Linked DNA regions of Ovis canadensis: region 2 is linked to region 1. The links are chromatin contacts, called in public Hi-C maps. All regions are on one chromosome and are shown on one strand. The core of a region is the stretch at or near the end of the contact, and the rest is flanking DNA. Distances in the headings are between cores, read along the strand shown. Region 1 holds the start of NHEJ1 (non-homologous end joining factor 1). Region 2 overlaps DNAJB2 (DnaJ heat shock protein family (Hsp40) member B2).

Evidence for each region. A called contact is a pair of places that touch in the nucleus more often than the background predicts.
Region 2: a contact with region 1 is called in a Hi-C map of fibroblasts, with 4 times the contacts expected there. The contact joins the enhancer-like site here to the promoter of NHEJ1 in region 1. A contact is called at or near these places in 2 of 2 Hi-C or Micro-C datasets (fibroblasts and lung).

Annotation. Positions count from the first base shown.
Region 1 is chr2:226,501,792-226,505,131 of ARS-UI_OviCan_v2, reverse strand. NHEJ1 (non-homologous end joining factor 1) reads left to right here and starts at 1,549. Exons shown (of 8, transcript XM_069578373.1): 1 at 1,549-1,675. SLC23A3 (solute carrier family 23 member 3) reads left to right here. Exons shown (of 12, transcript XM_069578367.1): 12 at 1-682. The coding sequence ends at 183.
Region 2 is chr2:226,621,678-226,624,775 of ARS-UI_OviCan_v2, reverse strand. It overlaps DNAJB2 (DnaJ heat shock protein family (Hsp40) member B2), which reads right to left. Exons shown (of 9, transcript XM_069574607.1): 8 at 2,973-3,098; 9 at 938-1,870. The coding sequence ends at 1,860. Among named protein-coding and RNA genes, the nearest start is that of DNAJB2, 7.0 kb to the right of the region's middle. Within about 2 kb of position 1,610, the one cell type or tissue checked has open chromatin away from gene starts, as enhancers often do. A contact at or near this core is called in fibroblasts, where this site is marked.

The DNA.
Region 1 (3,340 bases), core at 300-2,799:
GAGCTTCCTTTCTCCATCCAAAACCTGTGTCCCTGCATTCCCCAACCCCTCCGTTGCCTCTGCCCGCTGCCCCAAGACTCTGGGAATGAGGAAAGAGGGCCCGCTGAGCCCGGAGAGACAGCTGACTTGCTGCCTGACTTTGGGGACCAGTGCCCTCAGCCTAGCAGAGGACAGTCCCAGTAATTACCAGGACTCCTACTCTAGTTAGTTTAGTCCTAACTCCCAGCTTGCTGAAGAACCAGATCACAGGCTCCACTTTTTCCCGGGGAGAGGATGTGTGTGTGTATCTCACATGGGCCCCCCAAAAATCTCACTTCCCAATAGGTGTGTTTGCCTTTTCCTTTCTTAGTTAGGCCTGTTCCAGAGCAGGGGCTGTGAATGAATGAGTGATATTTTGCCTGTGAATGATCTATACTCGAACCCTAGCATTCACTTAACTGATATTTATTATCTCCTATGTGTAAGGTCCTGGAAATATAGATATGGATAAGACAGGGTCCCTCCCCTCTCAAATACTTATGATTTAAAAAGACATGTAATTACTGGACTTCCCTGGAAGTCCAAGCTTCCAGTGCAAAGGGTGTGGATTCCATCCCTGGTTGGGGAACTACTAAGATCCAGTAAGCTTTGTGGTACATCAAAAAAACAACAACAATAAAAAACATGTAATTACTAACTAAAATCCAAAGTGGAAGTCAGCCTTCAATAAAGATTAAAAGAATGCTATGGGAGCAAAGAGTAAGAAACAATGAATTCTGATTGGGGATAGTGGGAAAGACTTTACATAGAAGCAGCACTGGGGCTGGCCTTAACAAGAGGACTTTGGGTTGTGGAACATGGATGAGAATTTTTCAGACTTGGGTGTCCAGATGGAGCAAAACTGTAAGTTACACAAGGTACAAGATGAGTTGGATTGGTGATGGAGCATCCGTATGGTGGTGGATGGAGGGAGAAAGCAGGCAGGAAGGTACAAGACAAGGTCAGACCAGGGGAGGTATGCCTGGGAGACTCATCTCTTAAACAACCAGAGTGCTGGTGGGACCCAAGAGAGAATATCTAGTGACGTTCAATCCCCTCATTTTATTTAAAAATAAAACAACAAAAAAGACACGTAGGGTAGGGAAATTTGACTTTCGGTTTTTCAACAAATTCAAATTCGTGGTCCTTCTTCCTGCATTTCGTCTGGCATTCTTTCTACTCTGCCAGGGCAACTCTGCTGTGCTGATCTTAGTTGCTTAGTCGTGTCCGATTCTTTGCGACTCTATGGATTGTATCCAGCCAGGCTCCTCTGTCCATGGGGATTCTCCAGGCAAGGATACAGGAGTCGGTTGCCATGCCCTCCTTCAGGGGATGCATCTTCCCAACCCTGGTATCCCGCATTGCAGGCGAATTCTTTACTATCTGAGCCTCCAGGGACGCAGGGCAACTCTAAAGTGCGCCTTTTTCCTTCTACCCACCTACCAGGGCCCCGGTAGCCCTCCGGCTCCGAGCACTCCAGTTATCAGCTCCCGGGGCCCAGATGCCCCGCCCACATCAGGCCTGGGCTCCGCCCCAGTGTCCCAAGACCCCACCTCCCTGTAGTGGGGGTGGGAAATGCTTCTACTCTAGGCCTTTTCGTTGGCGCGGGCGGGCCAGCCTGCCGCGGGGAGGGTGAGAGCTCTCTCGGCCGCTCACGGTAGGTGGGGTCGAGCTCTAATCCGGGCCAGGGCCAGGGCTAGGCAGCGAAAGACATCTCGGGCCCTGCGGGCTGGTCCTGGCAATAGCGCCTCCTTCCCCCAAGTGTCCTGCCAGGAGGGACCCGCGCGCGGCCAAGGTTCTGGGCCAGGCCTCCGGGGATGGGCGGGGTGGTGGTGCAGGGGCCGCGCGTGCGCAGCTCGCCTCCCGGCCGCGGGGCGGGGTTTGTGGAGGTACTCCCAGCCGGCAACTTGCTGCGATGAAGCAGCCGGTTTTTGGCCTTGTTGCCGCTTGGGGAGTCCGGAGCCGCGCCTTAAGCAGCCGGCTCTGTAAAAATAGAAACACGGACTGGAAGGCCTTTCTCGCGAGGGCGAATGGAAACTGGCTGCCACCAGGCGGGGCTCCTGGGGTGGGGCTGTGGTAAAGGGAGGGAGGGTCCGCCCTCTCCCAGAGGGATGAGGCGGGGCAGAGTCTAGCCCGGACAGTCTTTGGCGTTCTGCTGTCCTCTGCAGGATGGCGGAGGAACTGCGCCTAGAGGGCTCATCCCGACTCGCTTTAGGCAACCCCACTCCGCTGTTGGCACTCCGCTGTTGGCCCTCCACACTTCCCCTCCCTTCATTCAGTAATTGTAACAGGTGTACATTTGACTTCCCTCAAAGCTCAGTGACACGACTGAGCGACTTCACTTTCACTTTTGAGAAGGAAATGGCAACCCACTCCAGTGTTCTTGCCTGGAGAATCCCAGGGACGGGGGAGCCTGGTGGGCTGCAGTCTATGGGGTCGCACAGAGTCGGGCAGGACTGAAGCGACTTAGCAGCAGCAGCATAGCTCAGTAGGTAAAGAATCTACCTGCAATGCTGGAGACCCGGGTTCGACTCCTGGGTCGGGAGGATCCCCTGGAGAAGGAAATAGCAACCCACTCCAGTATTCTTGCCTGGAGAATCCCGTGGACAGAGGAGCCTGGCAGGCTACAGACCCTGGGGTCGCAAGAGTCGGACACGACTTAGCAACTAAACCACCACCACCACACTTGAAGCTAATATAATATTGTAAATCAGCTATACTTCAATAAAAAATTATTAGAAGAAAAGAAAAGAAAAATAAACGGGTGAATCTGGTTAATGTGAAGTCATCCTGGAAGGAAATAAGAAAAAGCTGAGATATAGATCTCAGAACTGGACGTGTGTGGTGAGAGCAGCTTACTCTAGGTGTGGTGCTGAATTTCTCAAACCTTTTTGGGGGGCTTGTTGACCCCCCCAGCTGCATTTTAAACTCCTCCCCCCTCCACAAAACACCATACAGTGTGAGGGTCTTGAGCATCCAGGCTTTCTAAAGTGACAGGCTCAGATAATCAGCCCAATTTTGATGACTGACAGGCTCAGATAATCAGCCCAATTTTGATGACTGAGAATGCACACTGGGGTGTGTCTAGAAAGGAGAGAAGGGCTTGGTGACTTGCTGTTTGTGACATACTTGAGGTTTGTGATCTTGGGCAAAGTGGGACTCTGGTCTGGTGAGGACTGGCTTCATCATTCCCAGATCTTCTCCTCTGAGTAGGAATAGCAGGGGAACTGTGACTGAAATACCATCCTCCAGACAGAAGGTTTTGAGGCTGCAGATAAAAGTCACAATATATGCATTTCTATTTCACCTGCCTAGTGACTGT
Region 2 (3,098 bases), core at 361-2,860, 120 kb before region 1:
TGAGCCTCCAGGGAAGTCCAAGGCTCAGGCCCCCATATCAAAGATGGACAAGTACCACCTGTCCTGCTCAGAGAATGAAGGGACAGTGTGTGGACCTCTGGCCCCCCACCCCTCATCTGTGCTCTGCTGCAGCTCAACACCACTGTTGGTCATTGTAAAGGCTGGAAGTGGGCAGAAACTTCCAACAGATTCTCTCTCTCTCTCAAGACAGAGGCTTGAAATTCCTTTCAGGGCATGCTGCTTCCTTGTTTTGAGGAAAATACAATATAGGTCCTTTGGCTATTGAGGATGAAGCCCAGTGCTTACCCCCGAATGGAAGAGAGAGTTGGAGGCGAACCACACTGCCCTGCAAGATGATGGAAAAGTGCTTGTCCCGTGGCTGGGAGGGCCTCTCTGCAGGTGTCTGAAGAGACAGGATGGGGGAGGTACCTAGTTTTCACCTCCCTTGTCCCTGGACCCTGCTTGGGGCAGACTTATGCTACTCCATGTGAGAGAGGCAGGCTTCTGACCCTGGGTGCTAGCCTTAAGCTAAGAGGACCTGTGGAGGTGATGCTCAGTCTCTGGGCCTCAGGAGGAGGTTTTTAGAGGTGTTTCACCAAGTTTCTGGCTTTCTGTTGGCCTCAGGTTTCAGTCCAGTCAGATCTGGTCCTAGCTGCGCTTGCAGACCCTGCAGTAGTTGGGTGGTGGGGTCCTGCATTTGGAGAATAGCTGCCTGTGAAAGCCCAGTGCAGGGGGCCCCCAGAGGTGAGGCATGTGAGCACAGCCTGGGATTCCACACCATATTAGGGGAGGGCCGCCTGGTCAAAGAGGGGACTTCTGCTGTCAGCTGGGAAGGCTTGCGACCTCTGGATGTCTGAGAAATAAAGGGAGGTGTGTCACCCGCTGGCCCCACAGGGTTGGCTGGCGGGAAGGAAGCACACAGGACACAGCACACCACTAAGCTCTCGAAACTCAGCTTTATTGACTTCCAGTGTTTCCCTCTTGGTCTGAGCTCAGCCCAGCTGGCTTTGATAGGTCACTGAGACTCAATGGCACAGGGGCTGGCAACACCCCAGCTCCACCACTTCCCTCCCCGGCCACCGGGCTCCCCAGGGAGGGAGGAGGAGAGGCAGTTTCTGTGGTGTTGGAGAGAAAGAATGGGCAGCAGGGTCAGAGGCCAAAGGAGCCATACAAGCAGCGGCATGCCCGGAGCACCCATCACATGCTGATTCCAGCCACACACACACACACTCACACACCCCAGAGCGCTAGGGTGGCCTCCCACCTTCCAAGCTCTCACCAGCCCATGCCCATCAGCCCTCTTGAGACCACGCCCTGCTCAGCCAATCCGCCCTGGCTCATTCTCAGACCCCAGGACTGCCCACAGGAAAATAACCTCTCCCAGATGCCTCGGGGCCTTGATTTGTACACTCTAACCCCAGCGCTAGCAAGAGGTATCAGGGGAAACGAAGCTCACATTCCCCCTTCATCCACATTCTTGCCACCCCTGCCAGGGACAAATCAAATGACAAGATGTCCCCATCTCACGACGAGTTAACAGGCCGACCAGAGCTGGAACTACATATCCCAAGATGCACAGCTCCGTTAACTGCGCACCACTTCCTCCAAGCATCATCTAACAGAAAGGAGGCGAGGTGCGTTGCATTCTGGGACTTGTAGTCCCCAGGAAACAGCACCAAACACCCTGGGAAGCATTTACAGGCTAAGCCTACCTCCCACCCGGCACCCGCCCACCACCCAGGCCCAGCTCTATGCTCAGCACGGGTGAGCGAGAGGGATGGAGGGTCCCCTCCCAGTGCACAGGGTTGGGCGCTGTCCTGTTGGAACTGTGCAGCAACTCTGGGTCCCGGACATCCAGCTCAGAACACATCTGGGGAGAGAGCGGGGGTGGGGTGACAGGAGAGAGGATCAGCCGCAAGCCGTGGAGGGCAGAGCTAAGCATGCAGCCCTGGGCTAGCCCTGTGGCCTCTCCCTGAGCCCTGATGCATGGTGCGGGAGGATGGGATGCGGTCCCTCCTAGACCTCCCTCCTGGGGCACCCTGGCCCTATCCCCCCTCTCCAGGGTTAGCCGGCCTCACCTCTGGCTAGTCCGGAGGCTGGGGGCAGGCTGAGGCAGCAAGAGGAAGGGAGGAGGAGTAGGCTCCGGTTCTGAATCTGGACGGGCCGAGAGGCTCCCGCCCCACCAAGCTAGCCTCCCCGGAAGACCTTATGGCCCTACGGGCCACAGCATCTTCCTCGCCACAAAGAGGCTTTCTGGGGAAAAGGAAGAAGGGAGTCCCAGCCAGGCAGGAGGCAGTGAAAGCAAGCGATGTAGCCCGCGGGGAATTGCAGAGAGAAGAGTGCGAGGGAGGAGAAGCAGCACCAGGAGGGAAGCAACAGAGACGTCAGAGCTCAACACTGCGCACGGAAACCGGGGTGGGGGTGTCTGCAGCCGACCAGGAGAGCTGTGGCTGCCCACTCTGGCTCAGAGAACCTCAGGCCAAGTCCTCCTTCCTTGACATCATTCAGCAACACAGGTGGCAGAAGGCCTGGGCATGAAAGGCCCAACCCAAGCCACTAATGCCCCTTAGAAACTCCCCGTCTAATAAGAATTAAGTTCATCCTGGCTCCTCAGGCCCTCCCGCTTCCCTGAGGTCCCCCCACGCTGGACTTCACCAGGGACCTATCAGCCGTGGGCTGAGCACAGCAAATCCACGCTGGAGGGAGGGGTGGACCTGGGGAGGGAGCACCGAGGTGGAGAGGGGCTCCTGCAACTCAGGCCATGCCCTTCTCTGACCAGGACTCCCAGTCCCCCCGAATCGGGTGGGCTGGGCCTGGTGATCAGAGGATGAGGCAGCGAGTGGCCTTCTCCTCCGGAGAGGGGCTGGGCTTGGCTGTGTCACCCCTCGCACCCTCATGGGGCTCCCGCACGCCTGGATCGTGGTTCTGGGCCTTGGGCTGCCCCTGCCGTCGTCGCTGTGCCCCCCGCCCACCTGCCGGTTTCTTCCCAGATGCCTCCATCTCTGACAGGCTGTAGGCCATGGCAAGCTGCAGGTCCTCATCCTCCTCAGAGAGGCTGCCATCGAGGGGTCGTGACACAGGGGTCTGCCGGACCTGCG